Regions from separate parts of the Zea mays genome. Here region 1 is linked to region 2. The links are chromatin contacts, called in public Hi-C maps. All regions are on one chromosome and are shown on one strand. The core of a region is the stretch at or near the end of the contact, and the rest is flanking DNA. Distances in the headings are between cores, read along the strand shown.

What was found. Hi-C and Micro-C count contacts between places; a contact is called where the count stands out from the background.
Region 1: a Hi-C map of bundle sheath shows a contact between it and region 2, with 1.6 times the contacts expected there. The contact joins the promoter of LOC100193333 here to the promoter of LOC100193728 in region 2. A contact is called at or near these places in 2 of 25 Hi-C or Micro-C datasets (bundle sheath and leaf).

What each region holds. Positions count from the first base shown.
Region 1 is chr10:149,389,248-149,393,628 of Zm-B73-REFERENCE-NAM-5.0, forward strand. LOC100193333 reads left to right here and starts at 2,138. Exons shown (of 6, transcript NM_001138469.2): 1 at 2,138-2,924; 2 at 4,282-4,381. The coding sequence starts at 2,344.
Region 2 is chr10:149,249,371-149,254,127 of Zm-B73-REFERENCE-NAM-5.0, forward strand. It overlaps LOC100193728, which reads left to right and starts at 2,131. Exons shown (of 16, transcript NM_001138816.2): 1 at 2,131-2,530; 2 at 3,620-3,681; 3 at 3,747-3,814; 4 at 3,995-4,116; 5 at 4,531-4,636. The coding sequence starts at 2,296.

The sequences.
Region 1 (4,381 bases), core at 888-3,387, 140 kb after region 2:
AAAACTAAGGAACCGAAAACGCAATCCTACTCGTTGCTTCACGTCTTTGAAGATCTTGTTGATATAGATATGGTAGGCTAATTGTAAGTGTAATCAACCTCTTGGGGTTTTGGTGATCAAATGATAAAACAAATTATGGTGTGCTTGGAAGCAAAGTATTTCAAAACTATGTTTTTGGAATACTATGGTCTTAAGATGTCATGACACAATTGTAGTAAAATTTGCATCACTCTTAGCTACATGTGTTTGGAGACAAAGTATCTCAAATCATGGTATAAAGTATACATGTGCAAGGTTAGTGGACAAAAACTTTGGGTTGGAGTTTCAAATGGTGCACAAATATCATGTTATCTACAAAATCATATCATAGCATTCATAATGTAGTCAAACACCTTTTTTTGTAAAAAAATGCTTTGGTATTCTCCAATACCATGGTTTCATCTAAAAAACTCTAAAATACTTTGCTTCCAAACACGTCTTTAAAAGTTTAACATTTTTGCCTTAAGTATGTGATCAGTTTGGATCACGTCAAAACGATGCAAGAAGCAAGTACTCATATGGAATCGCACAACACTTCAAAGAATTTAGATCCAACACTCAAGATTCCTAGCGACTGTGATTTTAAATTTTATCTTATTAAGAATTAGAAATCTATGTACTATCAGATTTATATCAGGTAATGGTATTTGTTGAAAAACTCAAAACCCAAGTTACAGAACTTCCCTTTTGTCACTACTCGATTGTAGGTGAAGCTTGCAGTTCAAGCTGTAGGTGAAGCTTGAAGTTTGCACTCAAGATTTCATCATAATTGGAACACAGAAAATGCAACCACGAATTAATTATAGAAAAGTATGGATCTAAGACTACAAAGTAAGTTCTATACTAAATTATATAGGAGGACATATCCTGTGCAATCACTCATTTTGGTGCAAGCGCGCAATTAAACTATCCAGAGCATCCAGTCTATATCCAACGGTTTCATATGGAAGTGGTTAAATGTAAAATAGACATTAGGTTTCAGGTGGAAGGGGTTAAATGTAAAATAACAGTTACCATTAGATCTAGATCGGATGCACCAGATCGCTTGATTGCATGCTTGCACCAGGATAAGTGATTGCATATGATATTTTCCCATTATATAGTTTCTTATGTAGATTTACTCGTATAGAGTTTAATAAAATTTTGATGCTCGTTGGATAATATATGACCGAGTTATAGATTTATCTAGATAAGTTATACATGGTCCAATAAATATGAATTTTTATGTATAGTCAAAACATGCAATGATTTGTTCACCATATTTTTACCACATCTGGATCATAAAAACTGCAGCTATAAATTAATTATAGAAAACACATATACAAGCTTATAGATTAAATTTTATAATAAAATATATTATATCATATATTCATTATACATATATATATTCATGTGGAGTTCTATAAAATTGATTCTTTATTTTATGTTTTTACGTGATTTATTTTATTTTATAAAAATTATTTAGTCAAAATAAACATAAAAGAAAAAGAGAACGAAGGAACGTCTAGAGATGTCATGTGTTCGGTTTTTAGCGATGAGAGAGGATATATGTCCGGTTTTATAATTAAAATAGAAAAACTGATTTTTTATGAAAGTTGTGCACGATAAAATAGTTTTTTTAAAAATTAATTTTTATGTACTGTAGTACGTTATTCCGGCGCATCGTATTTTTAGAAGAAAAGTGCAAGAGGAAAGAGGGCCCAAGTGATTCCGTTCCATCCGCATGCATCGCGGCCCATCGCGGCCCAGCCCATGACCTCTCCTCACCTTGGCGCTCGACGCTCGTTAGGCATCCCGGGCCCGGGGCGGGTCTTTTTGCGCAGAAACCCCTTTACAATCGCATAAGAAAACTGTGGGCACTCTCGTCATTGCGCACAGCGCCTGCTGCATCCTCCTGGTCTCGACACGGAGCCCCATTCCCACCCATGCCAATGACACGTGGGCCCATCCTCCCGCAGCCCACGACATCAGAAGCCGCGTAAGAGGATAGGAGGTGTGCTTAGCGACCTGTCCTTTTCCCTCATCTTATTTTCATCGCTCCCGAAGAAATTTGCTCTAAATAACAAAACATAGGGCAAGAGCCTAGACTGAGGGGCCAGGAGAGAGGGAGAGGCCGAGGAGAGAGATAGAGAGACAAAGGGGAGAGACCAAGCGCCAGTGACACAGAGAAGGGGCGGAGGAGAGAGAGAGAGAGAGAGAGAGAGAGAGAGAGAGAGAGAGAGAGAGAGAGAGAGAGGAGAATCGCGGGAGGGAGGCGGGGTTTTTGCGTGATTTGAGTTCTCCGGTTTTCCCCACGCTCCCGCCATGGTGTCCGACCAGGAGATCGCCAGCTGCGTCGAGTCCGTCCTCCGAGGCTCCGCCGGCGGGCCCGGGGAGGTCTCGCTCACCGCCGTGCTGCAGCAGGCGGAGGCCACGCTCGGCGTCGACCTCTCCCACAAGGCGGGCTTTATCCGCGACCAGATGGACCTCTTCTTCGGCCCGCGCCTCCAGCCGCAGCCGCTGACCACGCCACAGCTGGCGCCTCCCCCGCCTCAGGCCGTCGTTGCCCCCGCGGACGCCGTGCCTCAGCCTCAGCCTCAGCATCAGGTTCTGCCGCAGGCACCGCCTTCGGCTCAGCAGATGCAGCCGCAGCAGCTCGCGCCGCTTCAGCCGCAGCTCATGTTCCAGACCATTCACCAGCTCCCCGCCATCTCTCCCGTCCCTGTGGTCTCCGCGCCGCCGGCCATGGCGTTCTACCCGCCGCCGCCGCTCGCCTTCCGCTACACCACCGGCCTCGCTGGGGCCGCCACGGGTGGGACCGTCTCCTTCCAGCAGCCAGCCCCTGGGGCTGGGGGCACTGCTTCCCCCACCGCTGCACCGCAGGTCGCCGGCGACAACAAGGAAAGGTGAGTTGTCGATGGAATTAGGGTTTGCGTTCCGCGGATTTTGGTGATTTGTATGTACTCTGTCGATTGGTGCGGAAATCTAGTCCGTCGATTCGCATGGTTAGGGTTGTTAATATTGAGGATTCGAGTTCTATATTGTGATGAAATGGTTTTGTTCTGCTTCTGGCTAAGCTAAGGTTAGGGTTTCGGGTTCTGATTTCTGACCTTCTTATTGGTTGTGTCAGGTTCAGTTCAACTGGTTCCTATGTACTGTAGTGTTCAGGATATGTTAACTTAGGACGACATTTTCTGCCCCTTTAACTTTAAGTAATGGATCAGTAACTGTTTAAATTGTAGTTTTGTTGTCAACATCTTTCAACTCAACGGTATTGGTCAAAGAGAAGAATTCAGACGTCATTCTGTTGACAGCCTGTAGCCTATTACCATGCATATTTTGTGCTTCCAAAAATATTTTTTGGAAAACAGAAAAAGGCCAATTTTCTCTATACACTTATAAGCTACAAAAATTGCAGATTAGTAGTTTACTAAAAAGGTACAATCAGCCAAGCACAGGAAGCATGTTGTGTTTCATGAATTTGTTTGGATTTATAACACCTCTTTCCGCTTCCTGAGAACAATTATAATTGACCATTTTCTTGTTTGTTTGAATCTTATTTGTGGCTTGTCTCTGCATGAAATGGTCCCAGTAGACAGCTCAAGTCATCTGCAGACATTTATAGTGCCCCCGTGCAAAAAATAAACTAAAATAAAAAACAAAATGTAACTGTTAAGTACTCTACTTCAGTTTTCATATGTATTATTTGCAACTGACATCTTCATCCTTAACACTTAATTTTTTTAGTAAGAGTCATTTTCTTCTCTGATTTGATGTGGTTGCATGCACCTTTTGCACCAATGTTCTTTGAGATGTATTGGCTAAGGTTGTGCAACCTGTCGCACAGTACTACGGGAACAGGACAGCAGGTCCTGAAATTAGTCTGTTTTGTGTGGAGAGTAAAGAAGGTTAGGCTTGACACAGTGTTGAGAAACTTCTCCACTTAGCCAAAGGTCCTGGGTTTGATGTAGCCTCACTGCAAAAATGCAGGGGTAATGTTTGCCTCGGTTATTCCTTCTCCAGACTCCACTCATATAGGAGCCGCCAACACTGGGTCTGTTCTTTGGAGTATGTTGAGGACTATTGTATTTGACCAACATTCCTTTATTGGTTGTTCTGTTTCGCTGGTCACGATTGCTCATCTGTTTCTGAAACCTAACTCACTACTCAGCATGTCAACTGATTTGTATTCTACTATAGTATCTTGGTTCGTTTCCTTTTATGAAACTGACTGATTAGTGATTTGTGTGTGATTTCTTCTAGTTCTTCTAAGCGAAAAAGAGGTGGACCTGGTGGTTTAAATAAAGTTTGCGCAATTTCACCTGAACTTCAGACCATTGTTGGTGAGACTGCCATGTCAAGA
Region 2 (4,757 bases), core at 881-3,380:
CCAGGCGGGCCCACAAGTCAGAAGCTCCAACGGCTAGAATCCAACGGCAGTGATGACGTGGCAGGGGCACCGGACTGTCCGGTGTGCACCGGACTGTCCGGTGCGCCATCGAGCAGACGCCTCCAGCCAACGGTCACTTTTGGTGGTTGGGGCTATAAATACCCCAACCACCCCACATTCATTGCCATCCAAGTTTTCCAACTTCTAACCACTTACAAGAGCTAGGCACTCAATTCTAGACACATACAAAGAGATCAAATCCTCTCCAATTCCACTCAAGCCTTTAGTGACTAGCGAGAGAGATTTGTCGTGTTCTTTTGAGCTCTTGCGCTTGGATCGCATTCTTTCTTTCTCTTTTGCTCTTGTGATCAACACTCAATTGTAACCGAGGCAAGAGGCACCGATTGTGTGGTGGCCCTTGCGGGGAAGTTTTGTTCCCGGTTGATTGAGAAGAAGGAAAGCTCACTCGGTCCGAGGGACCGTTTGAGAGAGGGAAGGGTTGAAAGAGACCCGGCCTTTGTGGCCTCCTCAACGGGGAGTAGGTTTGCAAGAACCGAACCTCGGTAAAACAAATCCACGTGTCACTCTCTTTATTTGCTTGCGATTTGTTTTGCGCCCTCTCTTGCGGACTCATTTATTATTACTAACGCTAACACCGGCTTGTAGTTGTGATTATTTTTGTAAATTTCAGTTTCGCCCTATTCACCCCCCCTCTAGGCGACTATCAGAACCATATGACAATCGAACAATCATTCCCGCACTAATCCATTGTACACAGGGTTCTGCTCTAGGACCTAGCGGCCCTCCGTAACCTCTTGAGGCGCAACAAAGGGTCGGTGGAGAGGGGACCTGCTACGCCAATAGGAGGAAACAACCTCCTTGAAGCCATGGCGAAGGCACCAACAATTATTGAAACGAAAGATAGATGGCTAGGGGAAGAGGAAGTCACTGAAGCTTTCAAATGAGTGTGATCAAATGTTTGCATCGGGTTGGGGTTAGACGTCTTCATAGCTTTGAACGAGAATGTCACATCGTACTCTTGTTGACTAATGTTTGTTATACCATCTGATTTGACAATTTCTATTTGCACAAATCACGAGTTTTTATTTTTTTTATGACGCATATGTGATCCGTATCATCCAAGGCTGTAGCTTAACATGCCAATGCGTTGAACGGATGTGAAAAGGAGTCGAAGCCTATGATTCTCATAAGAAGCACAAATTTAATATTTGAACCGTGCAACATATGCACAGAAAAGGTATAAACATAAGCTACAACGGTTGTAAAACTATTCTATATATTTGTATGAACATGTGGACGTGAAAAACACAGAACTAGGATTTAAAACATGAGAGTTTCACATAAGGTAAGGGTTACTAGCGTTTTTGTAACTAAAATAAAGTTATATTGATTTTAAATAAATCAACATAAAAGTCATACACCAGCTGATTGAAAATAAGGGGGTGTTTGGTTAGAGGGACTAAATATTAGTCTCTAGTTTTTAGTCCCATTTAGTCCCTTTTTTGCCAAACACTAGGACTAAAATATAGACTAAAATGATTTAGTTTTTAGTCCTTCACATAGGTGCTAAAAGAGACTAAAAGCCCACATAAGTGTATTCCAAGAGCATTTGAGTCTTTGGACAATATATTTAATGACTTTAGAATCTATTTAGTCCTTATAACCAAACAAGTAGGGACTAAAATTTAGTCCTAAGACTAATTGAAACCAAACATGGCCTAAAATTGTCGATCGGACAAATTGCAGATTGATTTCGTTGATGGACACAAAAAGACATGGTCGATCGCGTTGATTTTTTATAATTACAGTTAAATTTAGAAAAAATGACTAGCACATATATCATGATGACGAATAAAAAAAACTATAGAAACAAAATTGTAAGAGACCCCTGAAAAAGGAAAAAAAAAACCGTACCACCATGGGCCATGGCCATGTGAAATTAACGGTAGCCGCACTACCGCCGCCCGCCGTCGTAGAGAACCAGTCGTTGACAAGCGGTCCACCTACTAGCACTGCCCCACAAGTCATTCTCGTAGACGTGGCACCTTTGAAATATCTCCAGGTCGTCTTTTAATAGCCGGCTCCACTAGCCGAACCCAGTGCAGTACTATATATCCACATAGCGCACACCTGCTTGTGAAAAGTTCAATCTTGAGTGTCGCTTGTTTCAAATCCCACCTTTGCTTGCTCCCCCCGGCTCCTCCTCCTCGTACCAAATCTAGGGTTCCCGATCGAAATCCTGCGCCGCCGCCGCCGCCACTGCCGTTGGCGATAATGTCGGCCAGCACCGAGCCCGAGAAGGACGCCGCTGCCGCTGCCGCCACCGAGGGCGACGAGAAGACGGAGGCGAAGGACAGCGGCTCCGGCTGGGAGCTGCTGTACTGCGGCGGGACGAGCTTCGACGCCATGGGTCGGAAGGTGGTGGGCGGGGCGCAGGGCAACCTGGTGTCGCCGACTCGGCTGCGGCCGCTCGTGGGCGTTGATATCCGCTTCGTTGCCTCTGGATGCAGTGAGTCCCGTCTTCCTTGCCCGCATTTGAGATGATGTGCGCGTCATTTTTTTTTGGCAGCACGGGAGGTGCTGGAACCCGTTGATGCTTACAAAGGTTTAGATTAGTTTATGATCATATATGCAATCAAACGAAAGCAGGTCCAGTTGGTCTGTGGTCCTTGTCTGGACTTTAGATTCGTTTAGGGATTGGATCATTCGATCTGTCTGGATTGCAAGTCTGTAAAGGATTTTTTTGGGGGATAAAAAATAGGTCTTTGTGGTACCATTTTGGGTATAACTATCCAGTACAGCCTTAGTTGCACCAATGTTGAGAAGATTAGTTCGAAACAATATGCAAAGACTACATAATTGTAACTTCTTCAGCACCCCTACCCTTTATCATGTAATTTCACCAAAATATGTAATTGAAATAGCTGCATTTTTTGGCGGTTGGGGTGTTAAATAGATACAGATGGAATGAGCTGGGCTGGGTTACTTGCCCCCAAAAAATGGCACCTGCAGGGCGAGGGGGATGGGTGATTGAACGAATACAAATGGGGCGGTCGGCTTGGACAAAAAGAAACGAAGGGGAGTGGTGGGAGACCTAAATGTCGGAGTACATTGCCGTTACCTCTTGTCGCTTTGCCTCCAATGCAGCCAACCCGCCACTCTTTGCCCCTCTCCCTCTGTGCACGTGGACGGGTGGAGCAGAGGCATCGAGGAGGTCAGGAGTGCTCGTTGGCGGCATGCAGATGATGGCTTGGCAGTGACATGCCGACGTGAGAGGCTGATATGGCTTACACACTCCGACAAAGTCCTCACTAATTGCAGCATGCGAGTGATAGGGGGCTGGGGGTTGTAATTGTAAAGGCGTGGAACGGAGATTGATTGAGATGGAAACCATCCAATACACTGTTCTTTTATTCTAAAAATCACCTCTTGCTTGATTTGATTGGTGAATAAATCGAGGTACTATTGTAATCGTATATTGAATGCTACATGCTTTACTACGTTCTGTATTTGCTTTCAGTTATCGGAATTTGAATTCAACAGTTGTTCAATATACTTCTCAGCCTTTGCTAATGACTTGGTTTAACATTTTTCCCAGCTGCTTGCCACTGTGTTGCTTTAGATGCTGGAGGCAAATGTTATACATGGGGTCGCAACGAGGTATAAATCTGTATAGTCAGTTACACTTATTGTATTTATTGCTTAACACTGAAACCTTCTAGCAGAAGGGACAGCTAGGGCATGGAGATACTCTTCTGCGTAACCTGCCGACTGTTGTTTCTCAACTATCAAAGTAAGATAGTTTATTTGCCTACAACAGAAAACTCTTTACCTGCAGTTTTATTATTAATAGCTGGCTATAGTATTGGTAAACTCGCGAGCTAATTAGATAGTATTACTAATATGATTGTTTTGAAGCCGTTGAACATTCTTTGTGTTCAAAGATATTAACATACACTTGTTAAACCTGCAGATACAAAATCATCAAAGCATGTGTTGGAAGAAACCATACAGTGGTTGTAACTGATGATGGCAAATCCTTATCTTTCGGTCATAACAAGCATGGACAGTTAGGGACGGGTTCCTTAAGGAATGGTTGGTACCTTTCACTTCTTATTGCCTGTGAGTAGTCACAGAGGTGCCAACACACATCATTTTGGTGCTAAGTGCTAACATATTGTTACGTTTTTCAAGTTTAAACAATCATGATACACTCTGCAAACATTTTGATATTTTAATAGTTTCTTTTTTCCCCTTATGCTGGATGAAACCGCTAGTATTTTGATGTAGCATCTGATGTGAACTTGAATTATCTTTGATTACATGTTGGGAATGGCATTTCGTACACTCCTTTTGCCCCTAGTGTCTGTGGGGCAATTGATAAACTTAACTTTCAGCATAGTGGTATTATCATTTTCCAGGATCAATAATTGGTCGAATCTTGTGGAGATCTTTCCCCTCTTCGATCTTACATGTTGCTATTTTACTGTGATTCTTCAATTGCTGCAGAGATTGAGTCATCGCCAGTGTCCTGTATCGTTGCGGAAGCAACCAACGTTGCATGTGGGGCTGATTTTACTGCCTGGTTGTCATCTGTGGAAGGCTCTTCTATACTGTATGTCTTTGCTGGAGATCTAAAACTACAAATCTTCAACCGTTTTTATTAGTATCTGCTTCGGCTGTGTTAGTGGATGTGTTGTTCATCAGTTTTTTTTGAGGCAGTATTTTATTCTTTG